2 separate regions of the Rattus norvegicus genome follow, and region 1 is linked to region 2. A link is a contact called in public Hi-C data. All regions are on one chromosome and are shown on one strand. Each heading gives the region's core, a stretch centred on a gene start, on an enhancer-like site or on the middle of the called end of the contact. The rest is flanking DNA. Distances are from core to core; before and after follow the strand shown. Region 1 holds the start of Rgs22 (regulator of G-protein signaling 22). Region 2 holds the start of Osr2 (odd-skipped related transciption factor 2).

Region 1 (5,008 bases), core at 761-3,260, 820 kb before region 2:
ATGGTCCTGGTAAAAAGAGGGCCATTATAGTCTCTTGGGTGGCAGAAAAAAAAAAATGTGTTCTCTCAAGTTGGTATCCCGAATTCTGAAGTCCCTTGTCAATTGCAAACTGGAAATCTTGGTTTAGGGACTTCCTTGACAGTGGCTCTGCACAACCTTCCCATGTCTGCTGACGACCATACCTTTCTGTGTGTTCAGACAAAAATCTTCAAGACTCATCCCCCAATACCTGTTTCTCCCCACAGCCATTTTGTCAGATCTTCTAGGCTCTACGTTTATTTATGTGTATGTGCCCAAGCGTCTATACTTCCTTGCAGGAAGAGGTAGTGGGATCGCTGGAGCTGGAGTTCTGAGCCACCATGCCGGCTCTGGACTTGGATTCTCCGGTGCTCTTGACTGCCCAGCCATCGCTCCAGCCCCTCAGCTCTCCCCTTACATAGAGATATGAAGCCTGAAGGCCGTGCTGCCTGACGACCATCAGCCTGGACCTGAGCTGCCTAAATCCTCTGCACAGCAGCCAAAGTAGCACTTGGATCATGAAAGTTAGTCTCTGCTGGGTCTACAAGGACTTTGGGGGAATCCCTGCCCCATCTCCCTTCACCTCTTTGCTCCCTTCCACTGCTCTCTTGGTTTCATTTGGCTTTCTGATTTTGTCTGACGAGGGCAGTATTTCACTGTTGTCTTTTCTCTGTGTCATACTGAAATTGCAATACTACAACCAGGGAGCAGGTGTCTGCTTCCTTGGAACATAGGCACCCATTGTCTGAAGGGCACACGGATACCTGCCTCACACTGAGGAGGCAAATGTGGAACCACGATGGTTTTAGAGTAGGTCAGATTTGCATTTAGATAGCTGGCTCTGCTTTCAGCATGGATAATGGATTTAAGGAGAACTCCTAGCTGGAAGCTAAGACTGGAAGATAGACAAGTTAGGAAGCTTACAACAGACCAGATGGGAGCCAGCACTAAGGCTGTGTGTGGGAAATGACAGGAGAGTCCAAATACAGACATGTTTTAAGGTAGAATTGGCTGAATCCAATGTTTGCCTGAATGTGGGGTTTGGAGGAAAAGTTTTGGGGGGCGGGGGAGGAAACTTCTGGCTTGAGTTACTTTTTATCATTTAATGATCATAAGATTTTTGCCCCAAGATGAAACTATATTCCTGTTTTAGTTGAGATAGGTTCTTATGTAGCCCAGGCTGGGCTTGAACCCCTTAATCATTCTGCCTTCACCTTCCTAGTGTGGGCTTTGCAGGGCTTTGCAGGTCTTTGCCCCAACCCTGGCCGGAAGATGAAGCTCTACGATCTGGTTTGGGAATGGGTATGAGTTGGGTGTGGAGTGATAGGTGGGGTGGGGTTTATTTCCTTTTAGACATTTGCATTGGAAGTACAGCTGGGTAGGGGACAAGCTCTGGGGTTTATTTAGCACCACTGGGGAAATTCAGAACTACAGATACGGATATTATAAGTTTTATAAAAATTTTTTTTAGTATTCAGAATATTAGTTTAAATTTTCATTATTTAAATTCTGTGTGTGTGTGTGTGTGTGTGTGTGTGTGTGTGCGCTTTACTGTAGCCCAGACTGGCCTCAAACTCTTATGTAGCTGAGATCATCCGCTAACTCTGTTCTCCTGCCTCCTTTCCGTTTCTTTTTTTTTTTTTTTTTTTTGGTTCTTTTTTTTCGGAGCTGGGGACCGAACCCAGGGCCTTGTGCTTCCTAGGTAAGCGCTCTACCACTGAGCTAAATCCCCAGCCCCTCTCCTTTCCGTTTCTTAACTGCTGTGATTACAGGTGTGTGTCACTACGCAGGGCTTTGTTTTCCTAACTCCTTTCCTGAACACGCATTACAGGGTATCTGTAATCTGTGGTTTCCAGTTCCAGTAATGTTTAGTGGTCAGTGTTCATAAAAACGCAGCGGTATTACCTTTGGCCGCAGGCGTCTGACCAGTACTAAGGGAACAGGGCCCTGGCTCTGCGGTCCTTCCCCGTGGGAAGGTCTGCACACACACCCCCATTGCCCCCAGCTCCCCTCCCCCCACCAGCGGCCCTTCCCCACCCAGAACCTTGCGATCTCCACAGTAACGGCCGCTCCCCAGCCTCCACCCCAGGCCCAGGCGCCTCTGCTTTGTGCAGCTCTATGGCAACAGCAGGCAGCACAGAACGGGCATTCCCTGGCCGCGCGCCGCCGGGCGGCGGTCGCTCCCCAGACAGCGGGGCCGGGCAGCTGGGCCCCCGGACAACATGCCGGAAAGGCGGCTCTCGGCGGGTAGGTGGGCCCCGGCGCTCCGCCGGGCACTCCCGCACCCAGGCCTTGCTCGACCCCAGCCCCACGCCTCTCCCCAGCCTCCGCCCGCTGCCTCGGCTCTTCCAGCCTTTTATAGGAGCCCCCTGGGAGGTCCCTATTACCTTAACTCCACCTCGATAAGCTCTCCCTTTGCAACTGGGGGCCTTAGGTTAGCTCTGGGGTTACAGTGGGTCCCAAGCCAGAGTCCAGAGGTCTTTCCTCCCCGTCTCCACCTTGAATCCTACCTTAAAATCTAATTCATATGCGGATAATGAACATTTTACTGAGCTCACCCGGGATGTATATACAGTAGGGCCAAGTCACTTAGTCTAAAAGGAAGATCTGAGTACGAAAAGGTAACGTTTTGTCTCCTTTCAGAGCCGCCAGAAGTTACAGAAGAAGAATTTGTAAGTACAGTTAAATGGGCTACTTGGTGATCCCCCATGGCCTTTTGTTTTAATAGAAAAGGTTGGATTCTAGGAGGAAGGCTATGTGATTTTCCTTTTGCCATTCCAGGCAACAGACACAGTGGCGAGACAGTGGATAGGTCTTTTTTACATTCTCTTCAGGTCAAAGCTGTCTCCTGTAAGAGAGCTCATGTAATTTCTCCATGGCTTTGTTGTGATGTGCCAGCACTTCCTGGTTGCAGTAAACATTAGTAGATGACATTGAGGAAGGGGGTTGAGCAGTAAAGTGACTCACAGTTGTAAACCCAGCATTAGAGATGGGGTGGAAGGATTGGGGGTTCAGGGTCATCCTTTGTGACATAGCAAATTCAAGGCTACGTGAGATCCTCTCTTAAAAAAAAATTCCCCCCACCCCTCATGGTACCCCTCATGGTAGCACTCAGGCCTTTAACCCAGGATTCAGGAGACAGAGGCAGAGGCAGGAGGATTTCTGTGAGTTTGAGGCCAGCCTGGTCTACAGTGTAAGTTCCAGGACAGCCAGGGCTACATAGAGAGACCTTGTCTCAAAGAACAAAACCAAAAACAAACAAAAACCCTCCAAAAACCAACCCCCCCAAAAAACCAATCAGATAATATAAATAACAAAACCAAAAAACCAAAACCAATTAAATAAAACAAACACAACCAACAACAGAAACAAGTAATACATTTATAACTGTTTAAAATGTCTTTGATGCATTGTTCTCAGGTCAGACTCTTGGAGAAATTGAGCGTACTAAATATTTGCCACATCCATTTGTCATTTGGCAGAGTGCTGTTTTTAGAGAATATTCCATGAAGCCTATCGAAAACATGAAGAGCTTGCCCCAGGGCACAGACAGATGTAGAGATGACTCTTACTCCTACCTGGTCGGAGGCTAGAGCTCCAGTCACGTCTAGTATTTACCAATGTCCTCCAGCACTTACTTCTCTAGTTGGCCTATTTACTTCTGGCTTCTTATTCAACAAACATGAGTGATTGTGCATTCAAAGTATTGTCCTAAATGCTGGGGCTAAGTCTCAAAACGTTAACAGTCCAGTTGGGGCTAACATCAGAGAGAGGGATAAGTTAGCAGATCCTGGAAGGAGGAGGAGGAAGAGGCAGAGAAAAGAGAAACTCCAGCCTTGTGTGTGCACCAACACACAGGTCCACACAGCACCTCAGAAGTGCTCGCATACATTGGCGGAGGCCCGCTTACTGTAGAATTTAAGTTATTCCAGCACCTCAAGTGCTTCATGCAGCAGGGCTTCCGATCCAGCCTCTCCTTTCCGTACAGGCCAGTCTAGCAGCACACCACTTCACATTTGAGTGATTGTGCTTGAAGACCTTTAACTTGCCCTGCTTCCTTGGGTACCCGCAGTGTTCCAGGCCTCAGTCCCAGTCTTCTTCCCCCTTCCCAGCTTCTCTCTTCCCACTCCTGTGATGTACTGACCTTCGGGGCTCTGCTCTCCAGAGGTTTGTGGGTAAGCTCTTTTGCCTATCTCTTGAGAATTCCAAGTTCATATACCATCCCCACATCTGCTCAGGGCGTTACTACCTAACCTGTGCTGGCCTGGAACTTGCAGCCCTGGATAACTTCAAACCTTGTATCCAGCTGCTTCAGCTTCCCCAGTGCTGGGTGGATTGCAGATGTGTGCACTACGTCTGTGTCCAGACAACACTTTCCATGCTTTTGCATATCCAATGTCCTGTGTCACCTCTTCAGACCCCTTGCCTGCATTCTCCAGCTCTGATTCTGCCTTTCCATTGCTTTATTGTGTTTTGGTGATTGGTACACTGCTGTTCAGTTGTCTGTGGGCCTTCCTCCCTCCCTTGATGATCTACCCCAACCTTCCTCCCTAGCCGTGTGTGTCTCTGCATCCTCAGACCTGCTGTTGTAGCTCTGGCTTCATCTACAGGCACAGAGTTTGACTGTAGTCTTAACTGATACCAATTCCACATTCCTTCTCTTAACCAGTTCTTCTTTGTCTAAAGCATCGGATGCAAACTGTGTGCATTGGCTGTCCTGGAGTCTCATCATTCTTGCCGTGACTGCCATACTCCTGTTAACTCTTTCCAAATTTACCATCTTACTCCATTGTAAGACACTTGATGAATAGCTAGTATTGCCAAATGCTGGCCACAGACTGACCTTTAACCCCAAGACAGCCCTCCGAGGTAGTGGCCATTTCCCACATTTCATAGCCGAGGAGGACAAAGTTCACAGAAGTAAACTGTGACTGAGGCTACTAATCTCATGGCCCATGGAGCCCTTCAAACATTCAGTCTTCCTTAACCC
Region 2 (5,150 bases), core at 2,275-4,774:
GGGGGCCCTAGCAGGGCTCTGCTTCTCTTCTCGCTGACCTCGCTGGTTTTCTTTTCCCTTCCTCTGCCTTACTCCCATTTATCAGAGGCGACGGGCCCACAGGGTGGAAAAGCAGCACGTGGGGGCTGGGTTCAGCTTGGACTCACCCCTTCTTCTCAGGGGCTGCCTCTCCTCCCACTTCCTACCAAAATCCCTTCCAGGTGGTTCAGACTCCAGCCTGGTTCCTCGGGATGAGGATGCGGAGCACATCTGAGTCTGGAACCTTCTCTTCCCAAACAGAGCGCTAGGCTCTCGGAAAAGGGGGCCTGCTGCTTCCTAATCTGGCACCCCCAGGAGGCCCTAGGAGCAGCGGAAAGGAGTGAGCATTCTGGAGGAAGCCAAGGAAAGGAACTACAGGGGGGCCCTTGCATTCTGCGAGGCCTAGACTACGTGCAGCCTGCTGCTGGCAACCAGGTTCCCTGGAGCCCCTCACCTGCGTCCACAGTGGGCCCACAGTCTCCCGCAGCCAACCCCGCTTTATAAGCAAGTTCTGGCAGCACCGCCTAGGGTGGCCTCCCAGGTGCGGAGTTTAGAGAACATCGCCAGGCAAGGAAGAAAGCCGGCCAAAGGCACTGCTAACACAGGGACACCTGAGGTTTTGAACTAGGCAGGAGGGTGCTAGGGCCCGTCCGGCTCGCCCTGCTCACCTAATCATTTTGCACCGAATTTTCTACGCCATAGCATTTATGAAGTGGTGTTTGGGACTCTCTCTGCCAGCAGGCTTAGGTGGTTGCGCTAGGACACAGCGCAAGGCTTAAACTATAGCTGCTTCCGTGGGCCCCCACCTTCCTCCGCTGTTTTGAACAGTTTGGAGACAAGAGATTTATTAATGAACTGCTTCTGCCTGGTGGTATGTGGTATGGGAGTTAAGGCTGGGAGTTAATGAGAAGTGTGTAACAGTCGGAGGGTCTCAGTTAGAGCATTCAACCGAAACTGTAAACTCCCATTAGTAATAACTTTCCCACCACACAAATCACTATTCACTGTTGTCCAGCCGCAATGCTAAACCCCTCTCCTATGAAGTGTGTGTGTGTGTGTGTGTGTGTGTGTGTGTGTGTGTGTGTGTAGGGAGGAAGATTCTACTAACATCAGTGATTGTTTTCTCTTCAACTAATCTTTCTTTCGGTCTCCATAGGTAATGAGGAGAGTCAAACCATTTTCCCCCCTAGTGTCGAAAAGCAGTCTCTCTCCTGCAAGGAGAGGAAGTCGAAATTATTATTTGGGTTTATTCCCAGACTAGATTTTTTAGAAATAAATTCAGGAGCCAATGCATGATTCTCAGCACAGGCGGGAGGTGGCAGGATGACCATGTTCGTTGGCAGAATGACTATCAAAATTGATGATTCTGACTTCAAATGCTCCAAGTGAGCTTTGCCATAAAGGTCACAATCCTAATTCTGTCTGCAGAGACCTGAGCGCCACTCTCCTTCTTCCAATAATGTATACTGCAGAAAGGAGACTTTTGCAAGTTTCCGTTGGTCCCAATTTGCCCCTTGATAGAAAGTTTGCTTTATTTGCAAGAAAGAGTCATCTGGCAAAGGAAGGGCAAGCCAGTGTGCCCTCTGGAATCTCTTCACAAATATAACGCCCCCAAACACCTACCAAACATAAATCACCAGGGAGTTCAGATTCCCATGCTCCTGTTTAGTCGCCAGCAATGTATGTCAAACCATCGCTTAAGTCACCTCACTGATCTAAGGCACTTTCGTTTTTGTTGGGGCTGTGTGCATGACTCCATCAGACACTAACTGCCGGTCCTCGCTGTCGTGTCCCCACCAGCCTGTCTCAGAGCACGGGTTACTTTGAACTTTGCGAGGAGAGAAAGTTAAACCATGAAAAGTCATCAAGGGTTCAAATGGAGATGAAGCTACATTTCTTTCATCGCTTTCCAGTGGAATTCCCAGGCATGTTAGACGTTTTGTAAAATCTAGTTTTACTGTCTGTCAGCAAAGGAGAGTTGTACATATTAATTTCAGTTTAGTAAAACTTTAAAAGCACTGGAGAACACACGGTTCCTGATAATTTGATAAAGAATCTCCAATCGTTGGTAACAGCGACGTCACATTGAATTATCTAAAAAAATATGTAATAATAATACCGTTTGGGGCCATTTGTTAGACTCTGTGCATTGACTTCTGAGTGAAATGACAGATGTGGTATGCTCACTGAATTTTAGTTCAAACACAACACAATTGTATATAAGCCAGAGAACTATAGTGGAAAGGGATCTGAAATCATGGTGGGGGAAGAGAACTTGGTCAAGTTGGGGGTGGGGGCACGAAGTTCCAATCCCTTCCCAATGCCTCTGCCTTCCCAAAGAGTTAATTAAATTAAGATGCCTTCCGCAGAATCTGGGTTTGTCTCCGCTCCCTCCCTCCCCGTGTCATTTTCTTGTTCTGTTCAAGACTGGAGTTTGTGGAGCAGAGAAAGTTGCTGTCTGCACTAGTTTCGCTTCGGGGGCAGCCAGTGCTCTTTTGTTCTCTGCTCACAGGTGGGGAGACCGATCCAGCGTCGCCTCCTCCACAAACACCTTGTCCTGCCTCCTTCCTACAACCGCGACTCCATTCCGAGCTATTTCTTGACAACCCAAGCGTCTCAGCTCCTGAGGAGCTTGCCTGCTGGCCTCTAGGCGAAGACCGGAGCGGAGGAAAAGCAAGAGGCCAGCACACGGTTGGAAAAAATAATCACCTACGACTGGACTATTCCCCTGTGAAATGCGCCTTCGGAGTCGCTGACTTGACTGCACCGGGTGCCCGGGCCCTTCCGAACTGCCTGCCGGAGCTGCAGTAGGAAGCGTGGATCCCCGCTCTCTAGAGCAGGGGAGCAATATCTCGGGGTGATGGGATCTGGCCACAAAGTACGACGATCCGCCTTTATAAATCTTGCCGAGTGCGTAAATCTACCAAAACCAAACTAAGGGGCAGCACACAAAAGTACGATTGAGTGTATTAGCAGGGAGTCGCGTGGAGGGACCCGAGGAAGCCAGAGCACGAGGCCCGGGACTTGTGTCCACAGGGCTGCCTTTCATTCTCTGAACTTGTAGCGCTCCAGACTGAGAACCCGGGCGCCCCTAGAGCACCCGCATCCCTCCCTTCCTTCAGAAGGCTACAACCTGGCCCGGAAAGAACACTCACCGCCAGAACCGATGTCTGCCTGGGCAGCGCGGTTCAGACTAGGTCCGGGCAGCAGGACGCACAGCTTGGAAAGGTCATGAGGTCCAAACTGGGTGAACTTCTTTTTCGGCGCGCTGTCCCGGGAACCGAGGACATGATCTGGGGGAGCGAAAGCGACAGCGGTACTTGGTCTTCGGCAGTCTGTGGAAGCGGGATGAGTAAAAATCAAGCGTGCTCTGGATGAGTGCTCAGCGCTCGCCCAGATCCCGCTGCGTGGGCCAGTTTCTCTCTGCGGACTGCGGGTAAAGTCGGAGCCCGCAGCCCTGCAGGGCCATCACCCTCCGGCAGCGAGCGCGCTGAGCTCCGTCCCAGCCCGCGTCCCGCCCCAGGCTGCCCCCCGCCCGGAGTCCAAGGCTTTAGTAGCGGCCCCGCCTCCCCTCGCAGCGGGCGCCCTGCAGAGGAGCGGGGCCGCAGCACCCAGGCTCCGCCTCCACGCCGGGCGCCCGCTAATGGTCCACTCTGTTTACTTGTGTTTGGATAGCAACTGAGTCTTAAAGGCGCAGGTTTGCTTGAGGTTTCTCAGTTAACCCAGACCCAGAGCCCAAGGTGACTCAATTCAAACCTCACACAAAGACAACGCCCATCCCCTCTTTTTGGATGACACTTTCCTTATACTGTTAGAAGCTCAACTACTGGGTCTTCCGAGTCCGCGGAGAAGTCCAAAGGGCATTTTTGTACTTTTTACTTGGTTAGCTGCCGGCGTCACTTACGGGTCTTAACACGTTTAATATAACCACCTGCTTCAAAGGGTCAAAGCTATCACTTTGAGATTTTGTTTTCCAGCATATATCGCCCTTCCTCCGATGTAAAACAGTTCTGCCAATACTTTTGGTCAATTAAGGCTGTATGTGTAGTCCGTTTTCCTCCCCTGTTTTCAAAACAAAGTTTGTTTATGAAGGTGACAATTGACTAATTTCATAATTAGTGCAGAGACATCTGGAATGTTACAGAAGAAATTTCTTCCAATATCTAAGCTTTAATCAGCTAATGTACACTTCATAAGCAGTTAACCAACTTGGGCAAAGGAGTGGGCATCTGCAACCCATTGGCAAACAATAACGTGCCCATCTGGAATGGGTGAAGAATAATCATTTTTAAATTTTAGGAAAAGACTATTCCAGTGCCTCGAAACGTGCATTATCTTCGTTCTCAGCAAAAATTGAGTTCATTGTTCAACCGCCAGGAAAACTGATTGAATTTGACGGGTACTGTTAGGTTTCCTAGTTCTCCTAAAGGTTTAGTTTTGTGAGCGTGTAAACGAGAGGGCATTCCAACCCCTCTGGAAAAGAGTGGCAGGGAACAAGACCCACTTCAAGCAGCTTCTTCTTTTTCTCGGTCGTGATGCGCCCCGAACAGAACTAAGCAAAAGGTCCTTGGTCCCAAACCACCTGAGGACACTGGAGCCAGTGCTTGCAGAAGCATAGATCTTTTAAATAAACTACAGTTCAAACGCGTTCCGTCAAAAGATACTTGTTGGTCGTCCCCTCACAGGACAATTACAATAACTGTGTGAGGAAGTGGATAGGTGTAAGCAGAAAACCATGAGCCATCGAAGACTAAGCAGGAAGGCAGGCAGACACCATGGAAATGATCCCATTAAGGTAAAAGCCTTTTTATTTTATTTTTGTCAAGGAGAATATAAATTTTCGTTTCTTTGGTAAAACATAATTCAGGAATGGCAGGTCATCTTCACCAGTTGTAGGGTCGCAAGGATTACAAAGTGAGCTTGGGACAGAGACTCGAGTGTGCAATATCCTGTAGCGCTTAAGCTCTTCAGAGTAAATTTGAGGAACAACCTGGATTTCGGAGAATGCCTAGGAAGGGGGTTTTTAAAAACCCTTTCTCGAGTCAGTTCTATGAGGGTGCTTTCATTTTAGCGCTTGGTCCTGAGCCTCAGCTCCCAGGATGCCTGCGGTTCCCTCTCTCCAACCACCTCAT

What was found. Hi-C and Micro-C count contacts between places; a contact is called where the count stands out from the background.
Region 1: a Hi-C map of Schwann cells shows a contact between it and region 2, with 7 times the contacts expected there. The contact joins the promoter of Rgs22 here to the promoter of Osr2 in region 2. A contact is called at or near these places in 9 of 12 Hi-C or Micro-C datasets (the A7r5 cell line, the Rat2 cell line, Schwann cells and 6 more).

What each region holds. Positions count from the first base shown.
Region 1 is chr7:69,191,043-69,196,050 of GRCr8, reverse strand. Rgs22 (regulator of G-protein signaling 22) reads left to right here and starts at 2,010. Exons shown (of 27, transcript XM_063264609.1): 1 at 2,010-2,265; 2 at 2,662-2,690. The coding sequence starts at 2,241.
Region 2 is chr7:68,371,443-68,376,592 of GRCr8, reverse strand. It overlaps Osr2 (odd-skipped related transciption factor 2), which reads right to left and starts at 3,524. Exons shown (of 4, transcript NM_001012118.1): 1 at 3,174-3,524.